2 separate regions of the Hordeum vulgare genome follow, and region 1 is linked to region 2. The links are chromatin contacts, called in public Hi-C maps. All regions are on one chromosome and are shown on one strand. The core of a region is the stretch at or near the end of the contact, and the rest is flanking DNA. Distances in the headings are between cores, read along the strand shown.

What was found. Hi-C and Micro-C count contacts between places; a contact is called where the count stands out from the background.
Region 1: a contact with region 2 is called in a Hi-C map of leaf, with 2.4 times the contacts expected there. The contact joins the promoter of LOC123405181 here to the promoter of LOC123401520 in region 2. A contact is called at or near these places in 1 of 6 Hi-C or Micro-C datasets (leaf) and 1 of 1 datasets of contacts at active chromatin or transcription factors (embryo).

What each region holds. Positions count from the first base shown.
Region 1 is chr6H:110,551,254-110,554,476 of MorexV3_pseudomolecules_assembly, forward strand. It overlaps LOC123405181, which reads right to left and starts at 1,858. Exons shown (of 4, transcript XM_045098975.1): 1 at 1,371-1,858; 2 at 1,159-1,292. The coding sequence starts at 1,835. It overlaps LOC123402493 (putative FBD-associated F-box protein At1g05080), which reads left to right and starts at 2,512. Exons shown (of 3, transcript XM_045096416.1): 1 at 2,512-3,223. The coding sequence starts at 2,595.
Region 2 is chr6H:110,415,277-110,418,652 of MorexV3_pseudomolecules_assembly, forward strand. LOC123401520 (protein S-acyltransferase 24-like) reads left to right here and starts at 1,789. Exons shown (of 13, transcript XM_045095346.1): 1 at 1,789-2,223; 2 at 3,067-3,207. The coding sequence starts at 1,951.

The sequences.
Region 1 (3,223 bases), core at 608-3,107, 140 kb after region 2:
ATTGAATATCCGCTTTATATTCTTTCTCAGGTCTTCTTCTTTCTCTCGTTCGTGTCCATAGACAGTGTACGAAGCAGCCAAATATGAAACCACCAGCGTTCAAAATAGCGCACGAAGCTAGCTCATCCGTGGCCAGATCGATCCAGGAGCTAGCTAGCTGAATCAATCCACGAGCTAGCTAGCTCGCTCTCTCGCTCGCTCAATCGATTCGAGTGGGCACATGAACTAGCTAGCTAGCTAGATGAATGGATTCGAGCGGCCGCGGGCAGGCGCAACGGCCGGGGTGGGCGGCCGGCGTCCGGGGACGGGTGGGGCGATGCCCGAGGCGGCGCATGACGGACGCGGAAGTTTGCGTGGCAGTTGGGCTCCCACCAACTGCTTTCTCTCGACACAAGGCATCGTAGAAGTGGACGTGAAAACCGTGTTTTTACAAATCGGAAGGAGTTAATTTTTTTTACATTTCAGAGTCGTTTTACGAGTTCTATCGACGGTTATTTTACAGTCTCGCGAGTTATACGGGTCTAGATGTTCTTAGAGCATCTCTAGTAGAACCCTCAAACCCTTAAATATAAACCAGTTTTAAGGGTTGAGAATTGCCCATTTTTGATACTTTTAAGGGTTGAAAAACAGAGGCAAAGACTAGAACCCTCAAACCCAACCCTTATAACGGAATATTCCGTTATAAGGGTTGGGTTTGAGGGTTCTAATCTTTGCCCCAACCCCAACCCTTAAAACTGTCATTTGGCATTGCATAATTTTCACAAGACAAACATAATAACCTTCAAACAAACACGGAAATAAAGATCATTGATGCATGGTTTAATAGTTTTTACATCACACAATCATCATCTTCCCCCTCTCATCGGCACCATCACCAAAAAGTTGCACTTGGCGCCATTTCCTAGACCACTTGCACGTCCATCAAGCACCTCCATTGGAGTCATCCACACCGCCATCGCCACCACCACGGAAAGTAGAGGACGCACCACGGAATATCTTCTTCCTCTCTGCGATGTCCTCCTTGTAGTCCTTCCACCATTGTAATTGTTCTTCATCCATGTCCTTCTTGGACATCATCATGTGCTCCTTCTCTTCCACCATGAGTTCTTTCCATACCTTTGCCTCTTTCACCTTGATCATCCTCTCCTCCAAGCCGACTTCTTGGGTGCGGTCTCTTGATCCCTCAACTTCCACTTGTCAAAGGTTTGAAGAATTGCCCAAGCATGCTTAAATGGGAATGGCTTGCCCTTGGAAGCGGCCATCTCCTTGTACCTCATGCCGGCAATTGTCTCCTATCAAGCACACATAATCACATAAGAACCCACATAGTACACACACATAATGAAAATAGTGAAGATATATGTACTCACATAGTCACTCTCCACGGTTCCACTAGGTGGTGCATCCCTCACTTGGTCCATGGCCGCACTCCAACGAGCACAAGCGGGCTTCATCAAATCCCACCGGCCTTGAAGCGACCGGTAACTGCGAGAGAGGAACCCACAATTCTTCGGCTTGATCCTACAATAGTTGTCCTCGATCCTGTGCCAATACCTTTTACCGGTTTGATCGGTGCCGGTGGTTGCATCCATCCCCACAGATGCCCAAGCACGAACCAAGAGGATATCTTCCGCTTCGGTGTAGTTTGTCGACCGCGCGTGTGGGCGGGAAGCGGCGGTGAATGCCTCCTCCCCTATCTCGGCCACCTCCTCCTCATCATCCCCTACATCCTCCTCATCTTCTCCAACCTCCTCACCAAAGGGTTCTAGAGGCGGAGCCCCGAGGTCCACCTCCGCGTCTTGAAGGAGGTCCATGAACGAGGTTGGGTTTGCCATTTCCTCGAACACCTCGTGCGCGGCGGGAGGAGGTTCAGCGACGGCGACGACCGGGGGCGCGGGCTTCTTCCGCGTCGTGACCTTCTTCCGCTTCGGGGATGCGCCGGCGGCCTTCGAGGAAGCCCCTCGCGGCCCACGCGAGGAGACCTTCGGCCGGCTCTTCTTCGCGGGCTGGACGGTGGCCGGGGCGGGGGCGGCAGCGGCCGGGGTGGGAGGAGGCGGTGCGAGGCCCGCCCGCCGCCGCTTGGCCCCGACGTGGGTCGCCGCCACCACGTCGGCCACGGTGGCCGGGGCGTGCGGGGCGGGGGCGGGGGCGGGCGGGGCTGAAGCGGCGGCGGGCGGGGCCGGCGCGGAGGCGGCGGCCAGGGGATCCATGGCGCGGCGGCTGGGACGGGCGGTTTCCCTCCCGCGCTCGAGATGAAAAGGAGTGCGGGTTGGGATTGGGTTTGCCCTCCCAACCCTCACTTCTACAGGCTGCGAGGGCGTTTACAGGTTCGACCTCTAAAAGTTTTTACGGGTTTAAGGGTTCTAGTCTACGTCGTTTTTTCGACGAAAACTGTAAAAAAACGGTTATTTTCCAGAATTTAAGGGTTTGAGGGTTCTACTAGACTTGCTCTAAGTTGAAATGTGGAGTTTTCTCAAAATCTATGTACGTGTAGCATTTTTGGCAACCTCCACCACACACACACACTCCCCCACCTTCGCGTCGCCCTCCCCCAAAACCCCCCTTCCTCCTCCGCCGCCGCCGCCACAATCGCGATGTCCGGGCGAAGCTGCCCCACCACCGAGCCCGTCGGGGAGGACACGACGGTGCCTCCGAGGATGCTGCACGGGTTGGCTCCGGAGACGCTGAACCTCCACACGGAGACGATGCTCACATTCCTCTACTCCTTCCTCCCCAAGCCGCTCGTCTCCACAATCACCCCCCTGCGCTGCAACGCCACGGCCATCGCCGACGCTGAAAGCGCCGACCGACTTAGCCGCCTACCCGACGATCTCCTCCGTCGCGTCCTCTCTCGCCTCCCCGCCAAGGACGGCGCGCGCACCACCGTGCTCTCCTCGCGCTGGCGCGGCCTCTGGCGCTCTGCGCCGCTCGTCCTCGTCGACACCCACTTCCTCTCCAGGGGCGACGCGCAGTGCCGGCCCGCCCGCGCCGGTGCTGTCTCGCGTGCCGTCACCAACGCTGTCTCCGCCGCCCTCGAGGCACATCCTGGGCCCTTCCCCTTCGTCAGCCTCACCTGCAGCTTCATGGACGCCGCCGACCGCCGCATGCTCGCGCGCTGGTTCCAGATCCTTGCCACCAAGGGCGTCGATGAGCTCGTTTTCGTCAATCGCCCCTGGCCCCTTCCCGGCCTGCCCCTCCCTTCCTCGCTCTTCAGCTGTGCCTC
Region 2 (3,376 bases), core at 539-3,038:
GTTTGGAAGGGGAGAACTCCCTCCCTGGCTCGGCCGACCCCCTTGGGGCTCCTTGAGCCCCAAGGCAAGGCCCCCCTCTCCCACCTATATATACGGAGGTTTTAGGGCTGATTTGTGACAACTTTTGCCACGGTAGCCCGACCACATACCTCCACGTTTTTTCCTCTAGATCGCGTTTCTGCGGAGCTCGGGCGGAGCCCTGCTGAGATTAGATCACCACCAACCTCCGGAGCGCCGTCACGCTTCCGGAGAACTCATCTACCTCTCTGTCTCTCTCGCTGGATCAAGAAGGCCGAGATCATCGTCGAGCTGTACGTGTGCTGAACGCGGAGGTGCCGTCCGTTCGGCACTAGATCGGAGCGGATCGTGGGACGGATCGCGGCACGGTTCATGGGACGGTTCGCGGGGCGGATCGAGGGACGTGAGGACGTTCCACTACATCAACCGCGTTTCTTAGCGCTTCTGCTGTGCGATCTACAAGGGTACGTAGATCGAAAATCCCCTCTCGTAGATGGACATCACCATGATAGGTCTTCATGCGCGTAGGAAATTTTTTGTTTCCCATGCGACGTTCCCCAACAGCCGCCCTCGATGTGCTCGAGGACGACCTCTAATGTGCGGATGGGGATGCCCCATCATTGGCGGCGCCCCCTTGGAGTTGTGGCGGTTGCATGGTTCGACCCCATTGGTGACGTCGAGCTAGTCGGCGTGCCGGTGTTCGAAGTACGCCGTCCACAACGTGTTGCTGTCGGGGGCGTACCTCGGCAGGTTGCGCGAGCTCTCCGACAGCGACGACCGTATGCGCGCGATATCCGCCCGTCGATCAGCTCGAGAGGGCGGCGGTGACACCGGGACTCCGCCGACGCTCAGCCTCCATGATCCCTACATCCGCATGTCCGGTGGGGCCGGGTAGTCCGTCTCATAGAGAAGGCGGTCCTCGTCCTCATGGAGGTGACGACGGCCAAAGCCATTGGCTGCCGCTCCATCGCCGGGGAAGCGTTCAACCATTTTTTGGGGAGAAAGAGGGAGAGGAGGCGCCGATGATGAAGAAATAGAGGAGAGGGCGTCGGCGGCGAGATTCTCAGAGTTGTGTGGCCACCGGCAGGAGGGAGGGAGATGGCACATTATATAGCCGCAGGCTGGCGAGCACGCGGAGTGGCGTCGTGTGAATGTGTGGCAGGAACAGACGGGACGTGCGTCGCCGTGCCGCCTCAATGGAAGACTGACCGACGGTACAACCTTCGCATTGATTTCCGCGGGAAACGAGGCGATGAGGACGACGACCGCGCGCGTGAGTCGCTACCTCGGCGGGCCCAGGTTTTTTCGTGTCAAAAATGTTTCCGCCGGCGCCCCGGACGACCCCGAGCGCACTGGGTTCGGCCTGGGACTGCCGGGGCTAATTACGGCCCTAGCCGGCGAAAAATGGGCTCGTGAGGACGCGACTGAGCTGTTTTCCTCCGTCGAGGAAAAAAATGGCCGGGAGGGCCCTGTTGGGGACGCAGCTGGAGATGCTCTTAGCTTATAGACTCATTTTGTCTTGGTATGTGTTATGTTATTCATAGTATAGTATGAATAACTTGTTATGTTACTTAATTTATTTCTTTTATTATTAATTAGCTATCATAGTATGTTTTTGTTTAGGTCACATCGATGTTAACATCTCCTTTATATTATTATCACTATGGATAGTCTAATAAATGAGTCAAATGAGGCGTCGCGGCCTGCAGCAAGTGCGAGCGCAAAGATCCCCTTCTCTCGTGGTTGGGTCGTTCGGTGCGGCTGCGCCCGTCTTCTTCCTCCGGCCAAAGCCAACGAAATAATAAAACACCAAAAATACCGAGTCAAAAACGCCCTCCGCGACAAGGTCCCTCGGGCCACCTCCGCGTCCAGCGTCCTCCGACCCCCCCCTCCCCTCCCTCCCTGACCCAATCCAGAGAGCCCGATCCCGCCATGGCGTCGGAGATCGAGGTCCTCGAGGACACGACCGCGGCCGCCTCCCCCGCCGGGGCCGGCGGGGCGGCCGCCGCGGGGGAGGCGGAGGCGGCGGAGGAGGCGCTCAAGGATGACGTCTACACGGGCGCCGCGTACGGGGACCTCGAGAAGCTGCACCGCCTCGTCGAGCTGGAGGGCCGGTCGGTGACGGAGCCCGACGGCCTCGGCTACCACGCGCTCCAGTGGGCCGCCCTCAACAATCGCGTCGCCGCCGCCCAGTACATCCTTGAGGTCCGCCATTTCCCCGAGCTCCCCCAATACGTAGCTTCTGATTGCTGCTAGTTATAAATAAACTGTGACAATGGAGGGATGCCTCCTGCTGCTGCAGTTTAACCGTTTAGCAATCCAATTCGATAGTTGGCCTGTTTTGATCAGCCCCGAATTTCGCAGCCGAGGTGTAGTGTAGCTCCTGCTGAATGTTTTGTAATGTCGACGCCCTTTGCCGCACTTATCGTTGAATATTTGCAATTCCCATGGGCCGATGCGTGATTTTGGTTCGTGCCTTGTAGTGACAGGAAAGTATAATGCTATCCTTTTGTTGTGGGGTTCTTGGGGTTTGGTGATGTATGCACGTGATCATTGGGAAGCTGGTGTAGGTTTTGGGCTTGCCTTTATGCTGTTTTGGCATGTATCTGGTGAATGCTATGGTAGTATGGTTGGTGGGTAGGTCTGAGCAGGGCCAGTCCAAGGCTTCTTATATCTGCTTGATTAGTGCTTAGAGGGCCCTCTGAACTAGCCATTTTCCATATCTATTGGGCATACAAACTTTTCTGAGGTATAATCCCACTGGACCAAATTGGATCATATACCTTGGTTGGTTCATTCATTTGTATACACACAGCTGTTAAGGCTTATTACAACCAACCTCTTTGACATCAGCTTTCTCAACTTGACTCCTGAATATATGTGGGGTCAATCATAGATGTAAGTGCCAGCTTCAGGATGGTTATCCGTAGCACCTCTTCGCCGATCTTGACCTAAGTTATCACAATTTTGCTATGCACTCCTGTACTGTTATGCTCCTTTTGTTTGCTATATGGTGTGATGATGGTTATTCGCTTGTTATCTGGACAGCATGGAGCAGATGTAAATGCTATAGATCATACAGGGCAAACAGCGCTTCACTGGAGTGCAGTGCGTGGTCATATTCAAGTTGCAGAACTACTTCTGAAAGAAGGAGCTAAGGTTGACGCTGCTGATTTATATGGATATCAGGTTTGTGTACTAACTTATCTGTTGTACCCATGGCACTTGTCAACTTTAATGTTCCTTGCTATCTAATATGTTTTGGTTAGTTGACCTGAGGTCGGTTTTGTGTGTGTGCCTGTGTATGTTTGTTTGAGGAGATTACTACCTCTGGCACAAAATAAATGAACCCTTTTAT